Linked DNA regions of Hordeum vulgare: region 2 is linked to region 1. The links are chromatin contacts, called in public Hi-C maps. All regions are on one chromosome and are shown on one strand. Each heading gives the region's core, a stretch centred on a gene start, on an enhancer-like site or on the middle of the called end of the contact. The rest is flanking DNA. Distances are from core to core; before and after follow the strand shown. Region 1 holds the start of LOC123412790 (protein trichome birefringence-like 19). Region 2 holds the start of LOC123412568 (heat shock factor-binding protein).

The links. A called contact is a pair of places that touch in the nucleus more often than the background predicts.
Region 2: a Hi-C map of leaf shows a contact between it and region 1, with 2.0 times the contacts expected there. The contact joins the promoter of LOC123412568 here to the promoter of LOC123412790 in region 1. A contact is called at or near these places in 2 of 6 Hi-C or Micro-C datasets (leaf and seedling).

Annotation. Positions count from the first base shown.
Region 1 is chr7H:120,937,631-120,944,907 of MorexV3_pseudomolecules_assembly, reverse strand. LOC123412790 (protein trichome birefringence-like 19) reads left to right here and starts at 3,800. Exons shown (of 1, transcript XM_045105724.1): 1 at 3,800-5,337. The coding sequence starts at 3,915. The coding sequence ends at 5,147.
Region 2 is chr7H:121,226,660-121,234,447 of MorexV3_pseudomolecules_assembly, reverse strand. It overlaps LOC123412568 (heat shock factor-binding protein), which reads right to left and starts at 3,451. Exons shown (of 5, transcript XM_045105518.1): 1 at 3,312-3,451; 2 at 2,755-2,808; 3 at 2,637-2,660; 4 at 2,512-2,554; 5 at 1,656-1,995. The coding sequence starts at 3,347. The coding sequence ends at 1,862. LOC123412567 (importin-9) reads left to right here. Exons shown (of 33, transcript XM_045105517.1): 30 at 1-68; 31 at 167-220; 32 at 388-468; 33 at 558-1,019. The coding sequence ends at 608.

The DNA.
Region 1 (7,277 bases), core at 2,551-5,050:
AATCCACCCTCGACTCACAAATGGTCTCAAAGTTATTTTTGTCGCCTTAGTTTTGAAAGTCCACCTTAGACTTACAACTATCACTGATTTTTTGTTTCCCCGCTCATAGTTGCAAGTCCATTCTTTACGTGCAATCGAATTTTTTGACTTTAAAAAAAGTTCATTTTCAGAAATAGTTAAAAAATTCAAAAGATGTTGTCATTTTCAAATTAAGAAAAACATCGAGAATTTGAATTTTGTTAAGAGGCTTTCCTCTCATTTTAATATTTTTTCCAAAATAAAGAATTTTATTTATTTTACTTTTCGTATAATTTTTATCTATTTTTCTTTTTAGTAAAATCATTGTTTTCCAAAATGTTTGTATTTTAAAAAACTGTTGAGAATTTGAAAATTCTTTGGTTTTCCAGAAATTGTTTGGGCTTTTCAAAAAATGTATGAAAACATGATAATAGGTTCTGCTTTTAAAAAACGTCCGCAAGCTTAAAACATATTATTCTTTCTTCACAATAAGTTCAGGTATTTCAAACAATGTTCCTTTTTTATGAATTGTTCGGGAAAGCAAAAAATATAAGCGTTTTCATAAAATACTCATGATTTTGGAAAATGTTCCGAGTGTCCAGAATTGTTCAGAAATTCAGAATTTTTTCATATTTAATTAGAAAATTTATTGTATTTAAACAATGTTCAGGCATTTAAAAAATGTTTCAGTTTCTAATTTTTTTTCGTTGTTTTGGGGGTTGTTTTGTGTTTTTAGAGTTTTTCTCTTTTTTTTAAATCAAATATTTAAAGACAGTTCAGGATTTTGAAAATAGTTCGTGATTTTAGGTTTTTTCTGCAACTACAGAGTTACAACTATTGTTCACACTATTCAAAAAATTCTGGAGTTCCAAAAATTCTTTGTGTTTGAAAAAAATCGACATTTTAAAATTGTTTCCAATTTTTCAATAGTTGTTTAAGAAAGCTTTCAAACCCGACGCTACAACGAGTTCTTAAAATTTTCTCGTTGACTATTTGTCACCAACATATGTATGTGCTAGTGGATATAAGGACCTGTTCAGGAGTCGATGATTTGTATTCCCTTTGTAAACAAATATAAAAGCATTTAGATCATTAAACTAATAATTTAAACATTCTCATATTTTCTTGATAAACGGAGTAGTTTGCCGCAGTCTATTTCTTTTCTGACTTTTTGTGCTAGGTCTTGCCTATGGCTGGACAGTTGAACGTGGCCGTAGAAACTGGGCTAGACTATTAAACCAAAATAAAATAATTACGACAGGGCCATAAACTGGGTTAGATGTGAGATAATATACAGATATGAGAAAGTCAGACCCTTTTATATATAGTTTTTGAATCCTATGTCTGCCCACAAATCTGGGACCTCCTATGTGCCGCATTTTGCGGCGAGAAGCCGCCGCGACGCACAGAGATGGCGTGCAGCTGTGCCGGCCCACTAAAACGCGCTGCGAAGTGTGTCTGTAACCTAAAAATCACAAAAACGAAATTGAAGCACCGAGAGGAATCGAACCAACAACTTGGTCTTCCACCACAAGCGCTGATAGCCACCAGATCGTGTGACTACATATGAACAATATTGTATCGCTAACCTATTTAAGAACATTTTTCCGAATTCCGGAACATTTTATTAAATTTCGGAACATTTTTTCAATTTCAGGAACATTTTTCAAAATTCCAGAATTTTTTTCAAAAAGTAACATAAAAAAAGAAAATTGAATAAAGAAAAAAGAAAAAAAAAGAAAAATCAGTTCAGGAAATCTTCTAGAAAGTTTCCAAAATCAAAAAATACCGGTGGGAAAAGTCTAGAATATTCCCAGAACTGGCTAGGTAATGCTGGAATAGGCCGACCCATACGCGTTCCTTGCGTCCGTCCCCCCCTATGCGAAGTGTTGGCAATTCGATGCAGTGAGCGACAAATAGAATTTTCCCACAAATATGGTATGTGTTGACCGCATTGGGCGCATTTACGGCCCGTCGAACAAAACAAGACAACTTCGCTTGCCTTGCGGATCTAAATGAATAAAATACAGGTCAAATCCGTTGTCTATTTAGACCGTCGCATCGAAGTTAACATTATTAGCGAGTGGGGTGAGTTGGAGTTGGACAATTATGCTACTGGAGTTGAACAAGAACTATGCTACGCTAATGGCCTAGAATAAAACCCTATTTGGGATTGCTCTCTCTTTAAAATTCAGTCTCGCTTAAAAAGAAAAAAACCGAACAGGATAGCTTCACGATATACCGCTCCGTATAAAAAAATAGATTCTGCTGTACAAATTAAAGTTTTTATGAAGCTCTTTAGAGAGTGTTTCAAAAAACTCTAGAAGCTGGAGTTGGGGAAGAATTACCCACAACCGCCACCGGTTAATGGATACCCCTTCATTTCTCCCTCTTTAACCAATCAAATAGATTCTTTTCATCAATTTTTTTATTTTTCAATCTGAAGCTAGATAAAAACCAAAAAGTGAAGGTGATTTTGATGAAGTGGAGCAGTCCCAAACATACCCTAAGTGCATTTGTAGCAGAACCCGTATAATGTCCCAACCCGCACAATAACCGTCAAAATACAGGTCTGCGTGAAAAAAGTTGCCCAATCAGACCCTGCAAATGCGTCGGACCCGTAAATATTTTTACGGGGCGCGGTAAAAAGCTCTTCCCGATCTGCGAAAACACAATTTTCGCATCCGCTTCTACGATGCCTTCCATGGAGAGAAAGCAGTTAGCGGGAGCCCAACTACCATGGAAACTTCTGCATCCGCTGTCCACGTCCACCGTACGCAACCCCGGACGTCCCCGAACACCGGCCACCGGCGCCTAACGCCACCCCGTTCGTCCTGACGGCCGCCCTGCTCGTCCTGGCCGGATTCGGCGTCGGTGGCGGAAGCTAGCTATCTAGCTTCGAGCTCCTGGATGGATCCCACGACCTGCTAGCTAGCTCCTCGATGGATTCGTGGACACCATAGCTAGTTAGATAGCTTCTGGATTCGTGGACGGAGGAGCTAGCTAGCTAGCTAGCCCTGGATGGATTCGTGGACGGAGGAGCTAGCTAGCTAGCTAGCCCTGGATGGATTCCTGGACGGAGGAGCCAGCTAGCTAGCTAGCCCCTCGATGGATTCCTAGACGAAGGAGCTAGCTCCTGGATGGATTCAGGAATCGATGACTCCGTATTTAGAAACAAATTTAGTTGATCATGGACACAGACGAGAGGAAGAAGAAGATGCAGGGGAAAATATAAACGAAATTCGATTTACAGTTTAAGTTTAAGGGGTCTGTTCCGTCATAGCTCGAGTCGATCCGTAAAAGAGCATCTTCTACGGATATTTTTTTTATAGGTTTATTTTACAGGGTGCGACTCTACGCTCGCCCACACCCGTCTGTAAAATCGTTTTTCATGAACTGTAAATACGTTTTATGGGTCAGCGTTATTTGCTCTAAGATTGTCAGTTGTCACAACCATAGCGTTGGAGAGTAGGTTTCCTGGAGAGTACGTGACAGATCTGGAAATAAAATGCTCATTCTCGAATGTCTGGAATGGTGGGTGACTACCGTTCAGTCCGTAAATCTCGACACGCCTGTTTAGCACTCAAGGTCAGTTTGGAGCTCTACCGCTAGCTCTGTTTACAGCTCGGAAAGTGCTCATGGCCTCGTACAGGCGCACCTGTTTAGCACTAGAGGTCACGTGGAATCCACCATCACAAGTGTAAGCTGCATACTAATTACGTACCGCCCAACGCTAACTAGTCACCACCTTCTTCGATCGTCTTCAATGGTATCACGTCGACATGCTACTTCCACCTGACACTACTGAATGTTCATGAAGCAGAAAAAAAAAAGAATCCGTATAAATATGCTCATTCATAAACACAGCGCTCATGATCCGTAGTTCGTTGGGATAGATGTTAACACCGATGAAGTTTCATGTGGTTAAGCTACCATCGATTGCCCATTGCAGGCGTCACTGGCACTATATGTTCCCCGCCGCCGTCCTCACGGCGTGCCTTGTAGTCCTCGCGGCGACGGGCCTGCCCGGCCGCGTGCCGCTAATGCCGCCGTTGCTCACGAGCACGACGGGCCATGGACGGGGCGTCGACCGGTCCTGCGACATATTCAAGGGCGAGTGGGTGCGGGACCCGGGCGCGCCGCGGTACACCAACGAGACGTGCCCCGTGATCCACGGCCACTACGACTGCATGCGCTACGGCAAGCCGGACCTCGGGTTCATCCGGTGGCGGTGGCGGCCGGACGAGTGCGAGCTGCCGCGCTTCGACGCGGCGCGGTTCCTCGGCGCCATGAGGGGGAAATCCGTGGCGTTCGTCGGCGACTCGCTCGCCAGGAACCAGATGCACTCGCTCGTGTGCCTCCTGGCGCGGACCGAGCGGCCCGCGCCGTGGACCAAAGCGGGATACGTCTACCGCTACGAGCGCCACGGCTTCGCCGTCGCCGACTTCTGGTCGCCGTTCCTCGTCCGGGCCGTCGAGACCGACCGGGACGGCCCGACGCGTAGCGGGGCGGGCCTGTGGAGCCTCCACCTGGACGAGCCGGACGCTGGATGGGCGGCCCACGCCGGCATGTTCGACTACATCGTCGTCTCCGCCGGCAGCTGGTTCTACCGGCCGGCCGTGTTCTACGAGCGCGGCCGCCTTGTCGGGTGCAGCGGCTGCCTCGTGCCCAACGTCACCGACCTCACGCTCCGGTACTCACTGCGGCTGGCGTTCCGGAGCGCGCTGCGCTCGGCCGTCGGCGCGCCGGGCGGCCGCTCCAGGACGGTCATCGTGCGAACGATCTCGCCGTCGCACTACGAGAACGGGACGAGGAACGAGGACGGCGACTGCGTTCGGACACGGCCGCTCCAGCGCGGCGAGTGGGAGATGGACGAGGAGCAGAAGGAGATGCGCCGGATACAGGTGGAGGAGTTCGCGGCGGCAGAGGCTGCGGCGAGAGGGAAAGGGGTGCGGATGCTGCTGATGGACGTGACGGAGGCCATGGCGCTGCGGCCGGACGCCCACCCGAGCAAGTACCGGATGTGGGAGCCGGAGAAGTTTAGGGTGTCCCGGGACTGCCTACACTGGTGCCTGCCCGGCGCCATGGACGCGTGCAATGACATGCTGCTTCACATGCTGCTCGGTTAACCAGTACTCCTTCGGTAAAAAATATATAAGGCGTTTAGTTCACTATATATATATACGGAGGGAGTAAAGTACTACTTCTTCTTCTTCTTACTACTATATATATATAATTTGGTAGCTTGGTAATTTGATGGCCTGAATATGTACTTCCAACTATTCATTCTCAAGCAGCTGGTAATATTGGAAAATTATTTTATGTACACAAAAAAAGGGAACGTTGCTTTGGTTCCCGGGCTCTCAGATGAGTCCGGCAGTGAAAACAAATAGTAAGAAATACTAAATAAATTTTAAAAAATCTATTTTTTGGGAGAAAGATGGCTTAGTGCATGATTTCCGTGTCAAATTTCAGGGCATTTTTATAAGTGAGTAGCTCTTAGGAATAAATAAATAAATTTAGGGTCTATGAAGACTTTACTATTTATGTATAGTTTGACTTTTTTTGCTGAGAGCTATTTAGATTTTCAAATGCTTTGAAATTTGACATACACCTCCCACACTTAAATATGCTCCTTGATTTTTTTTGAAAATTTATAGCATTGTTTTTAAATTTACTGTTTACCGGATGCAGATGAACCTAGGATTCGAATTGGATATTCGATGTAAGTTAATCCTTTTTAGTTGAAGCAACAATACTTCAAAAAATGATGCTCAGAAAAAGGAAAAAGGTTGAACCAACCCCTTCGTTCATCCTCTCTCAAGCAAACAAAGTGACCAAGGTTTGTGCCTCTTGTCGGCAACGCTGCTCAACTGCCTTGTCTCATGTGGCCTTAGGGCCATAGGGGCGTGATGAATCTCGGTCCTCGTCGATTGGAGGCTTCATTTTTAAATGTTTATTTGAGTTTGGTTAGGGTTTATGTCCTTCTTACAAAGGAAAGATGGTGGCGGTTTTTGAATATGAAAGAAGGTTCTCCCCGCCCCCGATGGTGTGTCTAGCATTATCACATGATTTAATCGGGGGTTGTCTTGTGGATACTCAGATCTGTTCTTTGTTTGTCTACGTTCATGTGTTTACACGTTGGATCCTTCTCACCTGGGCTTCTCTTCATCAGTGACACTTGTTGATCTGGTGCGTTGGTCTTATGGGGCCTTAGCACGAGCATAACATGTTTAACAATGATGAACGGTGGCTTTGCCACAAATACTATGTCAGTTTATATGATCATGCAAGGAAATATGACAATGTAAGTATAAGTCATATGAAGTGACGATGGAAGTTGCATGACAATATATCTCGGAATGGCTATGAAAATGCCATGATAGGTAGGTATGGTAGCTGTTTTGAGGAAGATATAATGATGCTTATGTGCAACAGGGCGTATCATGTCACGGGGTTTGGATGCACCGGCTAAAGTTGCACCGATCCTTGAGGTGAGAATGGGCAATGCGCGGTACCGAAGAGGCTAGCAAATATGTGGACGTGAGAGTGCGTATATCCATGGATTCACATTAGTCATGAAAAACTCACATACTTATTGCAAGATTTTATTAGCTCTCTCAAAGAAAAGCACTACTCGCATGTCCCTATGGAGGAGGTTGGTAGGAGTTAACCATCGCGCGCCCTTGACTTAAACAACACTAGAATTTCAACGAGGAATAAGTATGCTCACACATCATCACCATGCCATAAAAATATTTGGATGAACAGCAAGTTAACACCTCTAATTCACGATACCTATATTAACCAATGATCATCCACTCATGATTTCTCACATTACCACATTAATATCATTAACCATGATTCCTCTTTTATGTGCTACATGTGGTTTTGATTATGCACTCATTGAATACCTATTATTTTTGAACTAGTCTTATAACCCATGCAAACTATCATCGTTGTTTATTAACTGTCAAACAAGTATAAGTGAAGAACAAGAGCGCAATTATTTCTATAAAATCTATACGCCATCATTCTCTAAAAGATATAAGTGAATTACTAGAGCAACTGCTAAGCTCAAAAGATATAAGTGAAGCACAAAGAGTATTCTAATAAATCATGGTGATCGTGTCTCTCTCTCAAGTGGGTGTATCCAGAGAACAATGATTTTGGAAAAATAAAAACAAAAATTAAAATATAGCAGACAACGCTCCAAGAAAAACTCATATCATGTGATGAATAAAAATATAGTTCAAGGT
Region 2 (7,788 bases), core at 2,202-4,701, 290 kb before region 1:
CATCAGTTCCTTCGAATGCTAATCCGTCTGTTGAGCATCTAAATGCAATGGCAAAAGTTTTCGATGAGGTACATTAGTAAGAAGTTTTTTTTGAGACATTGTGAGTGGAAAGTTAATTGTGTTGCTACCATGCAATTTTGTCATATTCATTTCTGTTGTACTATAGGATGAAGACGGCAGTTATGATGATGATCTGGCAAAAACCGACTCTCTTAATGAGGTTTGTTTTCAGCCTTTGGCTGGGAAGTTCTACCATTAAAATTAGTACTCCCTCTGATTCATATTACTTGTCGCTGATTTAGTACATGTACTAAATCAGCGACAAGTAATATGGATCGGAGGGAGTATGATATTAACTCGACCATATAATATTCTTTTGTTTTGCAGGTGAAGTTGTCAGACTTCCTAACGAATACCTTCGTCAACCTATGGGGCAGCGATCGGACACTTTTTGAGTATCTTTGCCAGGTAAGGTGGCCTTGGCTGTTTTACTTTTCCGTTGGCTGCATCTCATGTCCAGAGTATACAGTATTGCTCAGTTGAGTTATTATTTGCAGGGCTTAACAAATCCACAAAGGGTTGCCATACAGAAGGTTTTGCAGAAGTGAACCGTTCACATGAGATTATTTATTGGGCTTCAGATTTCTCCTAATGATGTGTTAGGCTTATTGTTTTTTTTTTTTTTTTTGGGGGGGGGGGTACTTTTTCTGGTAGCTTCGGTGTTTAGTCCACATTTGAACTAAATACCAAAACTCTCCAGAGGAATACTGCCCCATATCTGAACAGGCTCTTGGCATGTATGTACATTATTTGGTGTCGGTGGTGCGAGGTTTTGTTAGCGTGCAAAATATGGCTATTCGTTTATGCCTTTGTTGTATTGGATGGTGTGTTTTCTTTAATTTATACCCATGTTCGCTTCTTGAAAGAATGATGGGAAGATTTATTTGGTCGTGTCCCACCTGTTAACGCCAATGAAGTTGAGTTGATCTCCCATTTGGCTAATTAATGGTGTTGCTTGAGCTGCTCTCAATTGCTCGTGATGATCATGTATGACCTGTGTTTTTTGATACTACTGTACGTATGACCCTCGTTAGTGTTGAGGAAAACATGAACGTGGCAGTGGTTAAAGACTGGTAAAACATCAGGACCGGGGGTAATATGTATGGTGTTGTTGGGTCTGTGAAGGCACGCTTTGTTGCAACAATTCAGTTTTCAATTTGTGTTCCAAATGTCTCCATCTCTTCATGTTTTTGTTATTTTCATGGTGTGTTGTTAACCAATTTTTATGCTGTTGTTTCAACAAATGTAGATTTATTGCATACCCAAGATTTTTTTGTTGTGCATGCGTGGTTGAAATGATGCAACAATAGAAACAATGTTGGATAAACAATATTTTTGCAGGGATTTTCTATTCTATGTATGAGACACCTGAAGAATGTAAAAATATCACCCGACTAACAACTATGATGGCCCCAAGGGCAAAGTGAAAGTGTGATAAATGCCGCTTAAACTCTGCCATGCTTGTTCTGCACCCCATAGCTCAGAGCATAGTTAAATTTTGCTGCAAGGCCATTAATAGCTCTTTCAAATAAAATGATTGCCACACTAGTTTGGTCCATAAAAAAAAGATATGAGTGCCACATTTTTTTAGACCATTTCTGGGAACTAAAATTTATAGCAATCCACTCAGCAAGCATCAACACGTTAAGAGAAATCTCTCATGACAGTTACTGTATACCTCAAATGCATATAACAGTGCGAATAACATCTCATAACATGCATAAGTTAGTAATGAAGGTTGATGATATCAACATGGAACCAAGACTAATATGACTCGCTTCTGCTATTTCTGCTGCTTCACTCATGAAGAGCTGTCTGCTGGCTTTGATTCTTCGTCCTTCACTTTAGTAGGGGTCATACCATCGCTGCCCATTTCAGCCTTGAGGTCGTTGATGCTCAGCTCCAATTCATCGATTCTTGCACCCATTTCATCTAGTAAGTACTGGTTAAGGATTATACACAAAAGAAGGAAGGCATATGTAGACAATAATATCTTGTTGCTCATACCAGCAAGTGCTCGAAAAGTGAACATTTCAAAGGGATGTAAATGGTGTGAATGCTATACCAAAGATGACATTATTCAAAACTAGTACCATTATTCCCTAGTGTCACTCTAAGCAAACGATACGAGCGCTTGTTCAATACTTTTAAGAAGTTAAGGAACACCAAAGAAAGAAGATTGCAGTCTGCAAGGGTTTGAAAACTTGCACATGGACTACCCCCCTAATGAAATTCACAAATTTTAAAGATTCTCAGCTACTACGGGAATCCGGGTCATGCATTTGCACTATAACTTCCCTTTACAAATGGACGATCTAGTAGAACATGAGTATATTTGTCAACTGTTCACCTGTGATTGAAAATTCATTATCTACAAAAAAAACTGTGACCGGAAACTGAATGAAATAAAAATAAAATAAAATGCAGAAATGAACTGATTTATAAGGATATTCTTTGTAATGATGTTCTCTGACATGGTCTGGAACCTGGTTTGCTGCAAAGGAAATCAGATTCAGTAAGAGAAAAGTAGGTGGACTTACACACAAAGTGCACTGTAAACAAAAGTAAGAGCTTACCATCTGAACTAGAAGATTTTGCACCTGCAAGCAGTGGGCAAGAGCCAAAGATGAGCAAGAAACACGACTCAAATTTACAATCTATGTGAACTCAAAAGTAAGAAAAGAAAATACATACAAAAGCAGTCATATCAGCGGTGCTCTGGGCGGAGCCGTCCGAATCCTGTTCGGCCTGCAATTGACAAAGCACATATTGAATGAACAAACTCGCTATAAACCTGCTTAACCTTATACGGCCATGAAATGGACCAGAGGAATACTGCCAAAGACCACAGGCATCACAAATTCAGAGGCGTCCAATCACAAGTGATTATAACTGTCCTGCATGACGCCGCACAAATTTGAACCTTGTTAGACGAGATGACTGCGGCGGGCCGTTTCCCATTGTTCACTCAAAGTAAACCTATTTCCCCCAAAACGGAGGCTACCCCATAATAACCTCTACAAAGCGGCTAGGAAGCGGAAGCTCCAGAAGGCCGGCAAAATTGCAAGCGCTAGAGCAATCATACAGTTCGAAGCAAGGAAATTCCCTGAAGAACCGGTGGAGATAGACAAACACCAGCCTCTTCTTCGGGCGATCCACAGGAACCCGACCCGGCTCGCCGCTAAATCCTCAAACCGCGCTCGTGGCCTCGAGGGTCGTGGGTGAGAGGGGAGGAAGGGGGAGTCACTGACCTTGATGGGGATGCCGCCGGAGTTGGAAGACGCCATGGTCGACGGCGGGAGGAGGCGCCGGAACAGATCCACTCGTCGTCAGTCGGGGTTGGGGTTTGGGGATTCTCGGTAAGAATGTGAGGATTGCGACGAAGAGCGAGATAGTGGACCTCCTCGGTTGATCGAGAAGGCTTCGGCCCGCGGCCGGCCTGCAAAAGGTTGGGCGAGGCTAAATGAAGTCGTTTGGGGGCTTAGCTGCTTCAACCCACGGCCCACCTGCGGTTTGTTTTTCCTTTTTGCGAGTTTCAAGGAGTTTTATTCAACTCCAACAGGGTTACAATCGGCCAATACAAGATCGGAGATGAAGACCAGCCCTCGTTGCAACCAACAAGTGATGATGCGGTCCGTGCCAGCATAATGAGCCAGACAATATGCTATCCTATTTTAATTTCTTGCTAGCTTCATAGTTTAAATTATTTAATAACTATTTTCTGTGTATCTAAATAATTATAGTTAAAGAAACTAATCTAATTCTTTTCAACTATAATTATTTAGGTATAGAGAGAGTAGTAACCATTAAAAAGTTCTTAACCTGCTTAATTAAATTGACAATATTGCGGTATCGCGAGCAAAGTGTTGGACAATATATAACGACTCAACTATCATATTTGCTTAGTGACGATCTATCATCATGGTTTACTTTTGAATCAAAATGCTACCATGCTTTTGGTATGAGTGGTTGCCTTGCCCTTTGGTGTTGATTCAACTAAATCCTTTGTACTGGACATAATTATGTTATTTATAAAGGCAATACAATGCTTTTACTGTATTTTTCTTGCATTGAACCGATTGCTTTGTCACCGGGTTGGATATCATTGCACCCGACAAGGGTGTTGCAAGCCACACTTCTTACCTCGAATAGATCTTACAATGTCTGCATGTCTGCTTCTGAAACTCATTAGCACTAAACTATATGCCACGTTGCTCTTAATTAGGCTAAATTCTTTATCCTGTATTGAACTTTGTGCCCTGCTGCACTTAATCATGTTAAATCATTCTGATTTATTAGGGGCAACCAAACATTTTAAGCTTGCCTACTTGGCATACATGTTTAGGCATAATTCTTAGGACCCGACACCGGCAAGCCACTTACTAGTGTGAAGTGACGCTTATGAAGTTGATCGACAAGTTAGTTGAATGAAGCCACTCATTAGTATGCTTAGTAGCTATGGTTGTGTAGTTGTCTCTCATTTACTATGTTCTCACTCTTATTACCCCCTCTCTTATATTCACACTTTTGGCATCAAACTTCATGTCGAATAGCTACACTTTTGATATCGAACTTTATGTCGAGTGGCTATCTTTCGTGGTCTTATGAGCGCAATGAACTCGATGCTAAATCTGGATTCTTACTAACTTAGAATTACGTACTTGACCAAAATGTTGGGACCGGCACCCTCGCGCCAAGGCGCGATCCCGATCTAGTTGTTGCTGAAGAAGATCACTTGTCAAGCAGCACATACCAACTCTCTATGTTGTTCCAGAAGATAATACCCGCCCATGTCGAACCATTTTCTGGGTTAAAAAAGTCGTTGACCAAAAGTGCCAACCAGTCCGTCGGCTGTGGCATCCGGGGGGGGGGGGGGGGAGCCCACGGTGGCGACCTTGCAAGTTGCAACTATGTCGGGCCTGTTTCACCAGGAGATATTTGCCTTTTATATTTCCCTTTATAAATAGATTATCGATGTTAGAAATCGAGCTAAGATAGCCAGAATACTTCCTTTGATCTTCAACTGGCGGAACTTCTTTCCCTTACATCAAATCATTTTGCAGGTTCCATATTCTCCAAATGAGCATGAAGAGCATGTCATGAACATCCAAATAATACGATGACAAGTCACTTAACAACCATTCATGTCGTGTGTGCAAACACTTTATCTTTCTTGGGAATATGCCACACTTTATTCATCGAATCCCAAAGAAAACCATGTGATCACATGTAACAAGAGCATGTTATGCGTCTTCTTCTTCCTTTCCGTAGATCATGCACATTGTGCATTGCGCTAGATACCTCCTTTGTTTACACTTTAGCGTGGCTAAATCCCTTGACACCACCTTCCATGCATTAACACACATCCGACGGGGAACCGACACATGCCAAATTTAATCCTAAAGCTTTCAACGGTCATCATGATAGGAACTAGATGCATCTGCCATGAACAAGGCTTCATGATCCCCATATCAAGTTTATAAGCGGAAAGAACACTAAAAATACCTTTAGGATCAGGTTGCCATGCCATAATATTCTCCTGCTGCCTAGGAGATGTTTGTATTTGACGGATGGCCAACACATCTGCTGTGTAGAAATAATGATTCGAAAGATCATAGTTCCATGTACCATTTATATTAAAAAAATCATACACCCTGTCCAGTCTATACTGACGCTTAGGTATTATAGAACAGAACGGTGAGCCCCTTGGAATCCATGGTTGAAAGATCATGGATGTTACATAGAGGGGGTGAATATGCGCTTTAAAATAATTTCAGTTTAGGCTTGAACAAATGCGGAATAAAAATAGCGTTTAATTTATCAAGAACAAAACCTAAATTGACTAGGCTCACCTATGTGCATCAACAACTTATGCTACGCAAGATAAACAACTAAGTGATAGCAAGATATATAACATGTAACACCATGGCTATAACAAAGTAAATGGCTCGAGTAAGAGATAACGGAGGCACGCGAAGACGACGATGCATCCCGAAGTTCACATCCTTGTGGATGCTAATATCCGCTTGGAACGGTGTGGAGGCACAATGCTCCCCACGTAATCTCCTCACGCCCTTGCGCAGTGCAAAATGACGTGATTCCACTAAGGGAACCTTGAGGGCGGTCATTGAACCTGTATAATTGGCAACACTTGGGGCAATCACCGAACCAGTACAAGTTGCTCGGGGCATTCTCCACAACTTAATTAGAGTCTCGTGAAGCTTGTCCGAAGCTTTACACCACAAGACTGAGCTTCGCCAACACCAACCTTCTAGGGCACCAAAGTACCCAGGAGGAACAAGCTCCAGGGTGCCCAAACAGCCAAGAGTAATAAGCTTCTCAACTTTCACTCCCACGTATCACCATGGAGAACACAAACAGATGCACCAAATGCAACGGGAAGGGCACACGGAGTGCCCAAGTCCCTCACTGTCAAGTCCCACCAAAGCAACACAAGCATGGATGAATATGAAAGGAAGAACAAGAAAGAGAAAAGAAAAAACTCCAAGATCTATATCCAAAGGGCCCCCCTCACTTAGAGGAGAGATGGATAGGTGAAAATGTAGATATAGATCTCCTCTTTCTTTTCCCTCAAAAACTAGCAAGAATCATTGGAGGGATCGAGAGATAGAAAGCTCAAATAAGGTCAACAATGCAGGGCAAACACAAGCTTGAACGATAAGAACCATTGGGGAAGAAGACCCCCTTAAATAGCCCCCATCGAATCCAACCGTTATGCCCACTAGTCATGCTCTAGCGGTACTACCGCTTGGGGGAGCGGTACTACTGCTTAGTCCGGTCAAAGAAACCCAACCCAATGCGACAGAAAAAAGTGTGGTAGTTCAGTCAGAGCAGCTGAAAGGACGTGGATGTCGCCTAGAGGGGGGGGGGTAAATAGGCACTTTAAAATAATTACGGTTTAGGCTTGAACAAATGCGCAATAAAGCTAATGTTTAATTAGTGAAGCACAAAACCTAAAACAACTGGGCTCACCTATGTGCACCAACAACTTATGCTAAGCAAGATACAAAACTAAGTGATAGCAAGATATATAACATAAAACAATATGGCTATCACAAAGAAAAATGCATAAGTAAAGGGCTCGGGTAAGAGATAACCAAGGCACACGGAGACGATGTGTATCCTGAAGTTCACGCCCTTGCATATGCTAATCTCCGTTTGGAGCGGTGTGGAAGCACAATGCTCCCCAAGAAGCCAGTAGGGCCACCGTAATCTCCCCACGCCCTCGCACAATGCAAGATGTCATGATTCCACTAAATGACCCTTGAGAGCTGTCACCGAACCCGTACAAACAATGTTGGTACAATCCCCACAACTTAATTGGAGGCTCCCAACAACATCACGAAGCTTTACCATAATGGATTGTGGCTCAGAGGTGACCTTAAATGCTTAGTGCAATCTCCACAACCTAATTGGAGACCCCAACGCTTGCCCAAAGCTTTACACCACAATGATTGATCTCCAAGGAACCACCAACCATTAAGGGTGCCAAAGCACCCAAGAGGCACAAGCTCTAGGGTGCCCAAACACCCAAGAGTAATAATCTTCTCAAACTTCACATTCACGTATAATCGTGGAAAACTCAAACCGATGCAGCAAATGCAATGACAAGGGCACACAGAGTGCCCTAGTCCTTCTATCTTAAATCCCACCACAACAACTCATGCTATGGAAGAAAATAAGGGGAAGAACAAAGAAGAACATGAA